2 separate regions of the Macaca mulatta genome follow, and region 2 is linked to region 1. The links are chromatin contacts, called in public Hi-C maps. All regions are on one chromosome and are shown on one strand. Each heading gives the region's core, a stretch centred on a gene start, on an enhancer-like site or on the middle of the called end of the contact. The rest is flanking DNA. Distances are from core to core; before and after follow the strand shown. Region 1 overlaps NGF (nerve growth factor). Region 2 has its middle 49 kb from the start of TSPAN2.

Region 1 (3,392 bases), core at 602-3,101:
GAGACAGCCATGCTCAGGGCCTGGCCTTTAACTCCCAGAACACCTCTCTTAGAAGTGGGAGTCGTTGCTGTCATGGAATTGGACTAACCAGAGGAGTGCCTCCTTCTGGAGGCTGAGAGGAGAGGTCAGAGAGGGTGTTCCCTTCTTTTAGAGGCCTAAGCACAAAGTCCACTTGTCTTCAGATGTGAAGAAATGGAAAAACTCAACATGGTCTGCAAAAATTGTGTACCTGCCTTTAATAGATTGCATCAGGCAAATGGAAGAGCCTTTCTCATGTTGGAGGACCAAGATACGTAATCCCTTACCTGCTTTTAAAAATATGGCCAGGCGCAGTGGCTCATGTCTATAAACCCAGCACTTTGGGAGGCTGAGGTGGGCAGATCACCTGAGGTTAGCAGTTTGAGACCAGCCTGGCCAACATGGTGAAACCTCATCTCTACTAAAAATACAAAAAAAGAAAAAGAAAAAATCAGCCAGGCATGGTGGTGTACTCCTGTAATCCCAGCTACTTGGGAGGCTGAGGCAGGAGAATTGCTTGAACCCAGGAGGCGGAGGTTGCAGTGAACCGAGATGATGCCACTGCAGTCCAGCCTGGGTGACACAGCAAAACTACATCTCGAAGAAGTAAAAAATACTTGTGTGTGTATGTGCACATGTCTATATATAAATGTTCTTGTGACCATTACAGGTATTGCTCTTTTGAGATAATTCTAAGATTTATCAAGGTCTAAACTGAAAAATGTTATAACCAACATTATTGGAAATACAAAGCTGACAAAAGAAAAGAAAAATCTCAGGAGAAAGAAAGGAAAAAACAGCCCCAGAATGAGTGCTAGAAAATAGTATAATGAAATTTATGGAGAATCAGGAATATTGATTTCTAGATCTAACTCTATTCACCAGTCAGTTGGAGGTTATATGGACCTACACAATTCATTTAATTACTCTGGAAGAGACTAAATGACCTCAAGGTTCAGCTATCTTCTGCCTCTGGTGATTCTACTTATGGCCTATGAGGAGGTCTTGGAGAACACTGGTAAAACTTCCATGACTCCAAAGTTCTTCAACCCTTTAGAGGTGATGGGGATGGTGACGATGGTAGTAATATTAATGGCAGTGTTGATGGTGGGGGTGGTAATCGTGGCAAAATGTTGGAAGTGATAGTGCTGGTGGTAGCGATAGGATGTTGGTGGTGAGGAAGTGTTGGGGAAGATGGTGGTGGTGATAATGATGGAGGAGGTGATAGTGGTGATGGTGATGGAGAAAGTAGTGGTGATGATGGTGTTGGAGGAGGTGATAGTAGTGATGGTAATGGAAGAAGTGGAGGCAGTGATGGTGGTAGGGGTGGTGGTGGTTGTTGAGGATAATGCTGCCATGCTTTGTGGATCTAAATTCTATACTTGACCTATCTAAATGCTGTGATAGATTTCAGAAGTGGGCAGAGAGGGAAAGCACTTAGGTCCTGGGACTTAATGAATACAGGTGCACAAAGAGCATTGGTACTGGTCTCTGCCCATAACCATCATATGTGCCTTTTGAAGTTATTCTTCTGTTTGGGACAATGCAGGCAAAACATACATGCTCAGGCAGATACACAGTGTTCTACTGGTTGTGAAATTTTCGGTGTTTGTTTGTTGAGGTTTTTTGTTTTATTTATTAAATTTTAATTTATTTTTGCTTTTTATTCCTCCAAAGTTTGAATCCTTATTTTGAGAATACAGGAATCAGGTCTGTGGAAAGAAGGAAAAGTTGAAATAGCCAAAAAGAAAGCAGGGCTGAAAGTGCTGGACACAGATGAGGGGACACAATACAGGGAGATGACAAAGGGGAAAAGCATCCTCACACGCATGAGACCAAACTGTGGTTTAGGCAGAGCTTAAAAGTAACCACCAGTGTGCAACCACACAGGATAGGTACATGGCCCTGGGACAAAAGGTGAGAGCTGGAGCCAGTCCTGGTGGCTGCAGTGCAGAGGGAGCTGGGGCAGTCAGTCTAGCGCCTACCTTCCTGGGGACAAAAGGCGACACTCTCTAGACCAGACAAGGCAGAAAGAGTCCCTGGAGGGCCTTTGAGGTGCAGCTTCCTTTACAGACAGAGGCCTGGTGCCAGAAACTCGGCTGATTCACAAAGGAGTGAAATGCTAACAAATGGTTTTCATTATCATCATGCAGTCTCCACCCTCATTCTGTATGTGTACTGTGTTTTTTTCTTTCTTTTTTTCATCTTTTCATGGGTTGTAACTAAACAATGAGGTGATTGCCATCCCAGTGGATTGCACAACATAACCAGCGGCTGGGTTGGAGCATAGCCTTCTCCAAGGAAATTCTAGACAAGAAAAATGAACAAGCTGGAAGTAAGGAGGGTGTTTGTTTTGCACAACACCTGTGTACACTTTTAGGGCTCATAAAGAAGGGTCTTAGATTCTTAGTTCCTCTGAGGCCCACCTGTCAGGCCACCAATGTGGCACTCTCCTTCTTAAATAAAACACTAAATAGCCAAAGTAAAAGGGAGGCTCGCCCAGTTATCCAAGAAGGTGAATTGGGACCACTTGTTATTTCCCAGTATAACATGAAATAATGATTTACTTGGGTTGAATAAACTGGCGCAGCTGTGGGAAGAGTCTTCAATTCTGTTCAATAAACATTCATTAAGTGCCTACACTGGGACAGCCCCACAGATAGAAATACACTTAAGACCTCAAGAAGTTAATCCAGCAGATGCCTAAACTTGTCCCAAATCCCTGGATAACCAAGTATAAATGTGATCATGAGGATATCTTCCATGTTGTATTCTCCTTGTGATTCACTTTTCCTGCAAGGCAGCAATTACTTAAGAAAAGATGCTATTAACTTTACAGTGCCTGGCAAGTTTTAGTGACAGCTAAACATCGCAGCGCTCCGATGAACACAGCCATAGCTGGAGCAGCTTCCTCCCTCTGACTGCGACATGGCTGAAGAAAATGGATCATTTCAAAAACAAATGTTTCAGTTTGTTACTCAGCATCTTTGTTGGCAAATGATTGCAGATAATCGCCCCACAGCTGCAGGCTGAGCAGTCTACAATTGCTCGGTTCCACTGAGCATGTGCATGGCCAGCCATTCCAATCACAACTGGGACACAAAGTGGTGATTTCTTCCTGCCAGAGAGGGCCAGATGGGGGCATGGGATGAACAGGAGGCATCACTTTCTCTTCTGCACCCAGATCTGCCACTAACTAGCTGCCTGATTCTGGCCAAATGTCTTTAATGATATTAATAAGAGTAGCTGATATTTATGTAGCACCAACTAGGTGTCAGGCACTGGGCTAAATGCTTATTCAATTTAACCCTCTCAATAACCCAATATGGAGGGTATAATTGTTCTGATTTTTGAGAGAAGATGTTGAGGGGCAG
Region 2 (3,847 bases), core at 53-2,552, 160 kb after region 1:
GCGTTCCATGTATTCCTGTCTCAACACAATCTCATTCAAATAAGAGTCTAACAACCTAGAGTAGGTGAAAATGCAATTCAAAACATGCTGGGAGTTCTCAAAAATAACGAAAAAGCAATCATCCTCTTACGGTCCTCTTTCCTCATGTTTCTCTTTGGATCTCCTACTCAGTGTAGAGGCTCCCAAAACTCTCCCTCTTCTGACCATTCCCAACCAAGCCCGAAAGTAGGCTGCAGCCTTTCTCCACAAGACCCCCACCCCTATCCTGCACAACTAATGATGGTAGATACTCTCAGCCTCTCTTGCTTTTTAATTTTCTATTGTTTCCTCTCTTACCCCTCTCCCCAGATTCTACTCTACAAAACAGATCCCAGGAGCTTCTTTAGTATTGACAACACTTATTTTTAAAATTCTTTATAACATGTTGATGCAAATAGAAGCATCTGCATGTCAGGAAGCTGTCATACTTCTCTAATGTCTTTTCTTCTCCAGTCTACACCACCCCCATTTCTTCAACTGACCCTCCAATGGCACAGCTCCCAGAGCCCCAGCACTCCGATGTGGATAATAGTAATTATCCACAATAATTCAAGCGTGGTTTCACAACACATAAGACCGTGGAACTCCATGAAAAAGAAGCTTTATGAATGAAGCTGAAAAATGCATTACTTTTTACCACATTTTCTTCAAAAAAAAAAATAAAAAGTACAACCCTGTTCAAAACTGGACACTAACTTTCCGAGGCCCCACCACACTCCCATAAATAGGCATGTTGTGAGTAGAACGCCGATGGACGCGTGCCCTTAGCACGACAGGCGAGGCCGAGCACTCCTAGGAAGGCCACTGTGTGGGGTGACTTGAGGGTCTCTAGGGCAATCCCATCCTTCCCATCAAAAATATCCCCACCACCAGGACACATCACTGTGCCACGTCACTCAAAGGTATTAAAAGCAGTGGTAAGTCACAACTATCTGAGCAGCAGGAAGTCACTCTCAGCAATGGACACTAATTAGGGTCTTAACTGAAGTTATTTCAGATATTATTGGCTACCACTAAAGGAAGTAGGAAAAGTTCTGAATCTGCCATAGGTGAAGGTTGTGTACCTCCAGGGGGAGCATGAGGTGAGGTGAAGTGAGGGTAAGGCAAGGAGAGAAACAAAGGATCTGTGTGAAGAGAATGATGGCGCCTGTTAAGGGACTGGCCTGAGCCTAAGTGTGCCTGTGCAGCTTGGCTCAAGCTGCCAGCAACGGGAACCTAGCTGGTTTCACAAGGCTCCCAGGTGGAGCCACACTGCTGGCGGCCTCCAGTGAAGCACACGACCAGAGTGCCCTCTAGCGGGGGGAACGAGCGCTCACCACCCCTCAGGTCCAGGTATTAATAGATCAGCATGGACTTGAATTTTCCATTACCCTGCTTCAGTCATTCAGTCAACGAGCACTGGTGGAATTCCCACTATGTGCTAAACACTATGATAAACACCAGGGGGACGTGTGAATAGGCATGATCGCCACTCCCAAGAGGTTTATGGCCAGACTGAGGGGATGGGACGAGTCAGGGCAGGCGTGTGCGCCAAGGATGCAGGCTTGCAAAGGCAGAAGGGGTGGATGGGCCAGGAAGGTCTTCCCAAGAGAGCTGACCCTCATGCTGAGGAGATGTTTGCTGGACAGACAAGTGGGGGGTGGGCATTAGCACAAGCTGGAGATGTTCTGACGCCACCTGGAGATAAAGAAGGTGGGGGTCATGGCCAGAAAGGAAGCTGGAGAGGGGTGTACAGGGGGAGATCATGGAGAGCCTGGCCTTCATTCTAAAGATGACAGGAAGCCACAGAGGCATCAATCAATTTTGCAGATTTATAAAAGGATCACTCTGGTAAAGGGAGCAGCAGCTGAACTGCAGGGAAGCAAAATAGATGCCAAGTTTAAAAACGAAGGCCTAAATTAGGATCAAGATGAGGGAACGGCAAGGGGGAACAGATGCGAAGGAAAGAAGGTCAGCAGGACTTGGCGCAGATTGGGTGTGGAGGGTAAAGGAAATAGAAGGGTCTCCACTGTTAGTGGAGAGGGGACTCGACTAACTCAGCTCCAGTTTGGGAGGCTAGCTTGATGGTGATGTCATTCGTCAAGCTAGGAGTAAAGGAGAAGGAGCGGGTTAAGAAGAGAGATGGTAAGTTCAATTCTGAACATGCAGAATTGCATATGCTTGCCAGGGACACCAAGAGGAAATTCTGGGAGGTAACTGGTAATTGACTGTTGGGTCTGAAGCACTGGGAACTGATCTGGCAGTTGGCAGTGACCTATGGCATTGGAAGGGAAAAGCTCTCTCAAGGTAAGCATTCAACATGAAGAGAGAAAAGAGCTGAGGACAGACCCTAAGGGAAAGCTCATGTTGAAGAGGCAATCAGAGAAAGAGCAGTCCCCATGGAGACTAAGGAGATTGAGGTGGAAAGAGAACAAGAAAAGAGCTGAAGCCAGAAAAGAGGGAGCCGCAAGAAGAAGGGTATGACCAACCTCATGAAATGGCTACCAAGACAATGTCTTGCAATGAGTTGAGTTAATGGGCATGAGAGAGGGAGTTTTGTCTTGCCGGCATTCAGCTTTGTGATCTTTTCAATTTGGATTCTTAAAATGTCAGTTTTGTTTCCCTCTACCACTCTCTGTTCAGGACACTCAGTTAAACTATTTCTTAGGGAATGCAAACCCTTGGTTTGGTAACACCTGTCACAAGACTACGAGAAGGATTCAATAGGATCATTTACATAGAGCACCTAGAAAATTGCCCAGCACATAGTAGGCACTCAAAGTTAGCTTCCTCCCCCACTGAAATAACATACTTAGGAAAGTAAATTTAATAGAATACAGATGCAGGTTAGATTAGCTGGTCTCCAGGCTGACCGGGTCAGTGGTTCCACCACTGAACCAGGTAACCAAGAATGGTGTCAGGTCAGTACATAAACTCCACGAAGTGGGCGCTGTCATCAGGTGGCTCATGTGTTTGCTGGGGGTCAGAAATTAGATCCTGATATTCAGATTCATTACTAACCTTAATGACTCATTACAATACTGTAAAGATGGATACTATTATTCCCTATTTACAGGTGAGGACACTGGACTTACAGAGGTTCTATAACTAGCTCATTGTCACACATTCTGTCTTGCAAAATGGGGTCCCTTTTTAAACTGTGTCATCTTCAGGGTGTCCCTTTGGAAGATTTAGGATCAGAGGGAACGTGCGAGTGTGCACGTGTGCACACACACCTACACACACAGAGTACTAGATAGCAGCCACTCTGAGCCAAAGCCCAGTTTGTTCTCAGCCCTGCAGCTAGCTCATTATCTCATCCTTACTAAGCTTCTCTCATTGCTCAGTGCCTCAGTTTCTCTGTTTGGAAAATGAGACAGAATAGTCCTGTGCTTCCCCACTTCCTTCTAAGGAGTGGCCTTGATGAGATCATGTCTGGGCTGCAGGATCCATGGAAATAGGTGAAGCCAGAAAGTGACACTGAGCTGTTTGGCTTAGACAGAGGGGAGGCCCGTCCTCTGTCTCACTTTAAGTGAAAGTGCGCATTCAGAAGTCCTGGACCAATGTTATGATGCCTAATGATCAATTACTCACTTCTGAGGCCTAGAACAAATAGGAACCTGGGTGTTTCAACAATTTTTCACAATGAGAAGCAAGTAAATAAAAGCTATTTAATGATAAACCTTCAAACCAAATGGTGCTAGGCCAAGTCTAAACTAAAATGGCGTGAGGTCTGTAAATTGTTATATGGATTTTGGGACCTGGTTTCTTTACCCTGCCCACATTCCTAACCTTATCCCTCCCTCTGATTTTAAACTAGCCCCATTTC

The links. A called contact is a pair of places that touch in the nucleus more often than the background predicts.
Region 2: a Hi-C map of fibroblasts shows a contact between it and region 1, with 2.6 times the contacts expected there. The contact joins two enhancer-like sites. A contact is called at or near these places in 2 of 14 Hi-C or Micro-C datasets (blood and fibroblasts).

What each region holds. Positions count from the first base shown.
Region 1 is chr1:124,966,645-124,970,036 of T2T-MMU8v2.0, forward strand. All of the region lies in intron 1 of NGF (nerve growth factor), which reads left to right. Among named protein-coding and RNA genes, the nearest start is that of NGF, 35 kb to the left of the region's middle. Within about 2 kb of position 1,852, at least 8 of the 40 cell types and tissues checked have an H3K27ac peak or open chromatin away from gene starts, as enhancers often do.
Region 2 is chr1:125,127,524-125,131,370 of T2T-MMU8v2.0, forward strand. No RefSeq gene overlaps it. Among named protein-coding and RNA genes, the nearest start is that of TSPAN2, 49 kb to the right of the region's middle. Within about 2 kb of position 1,303, at least 3 of the 40 cell types and tissues checked have an H3K27ac peak or open chromatin away from gene starts, as enhancers often do.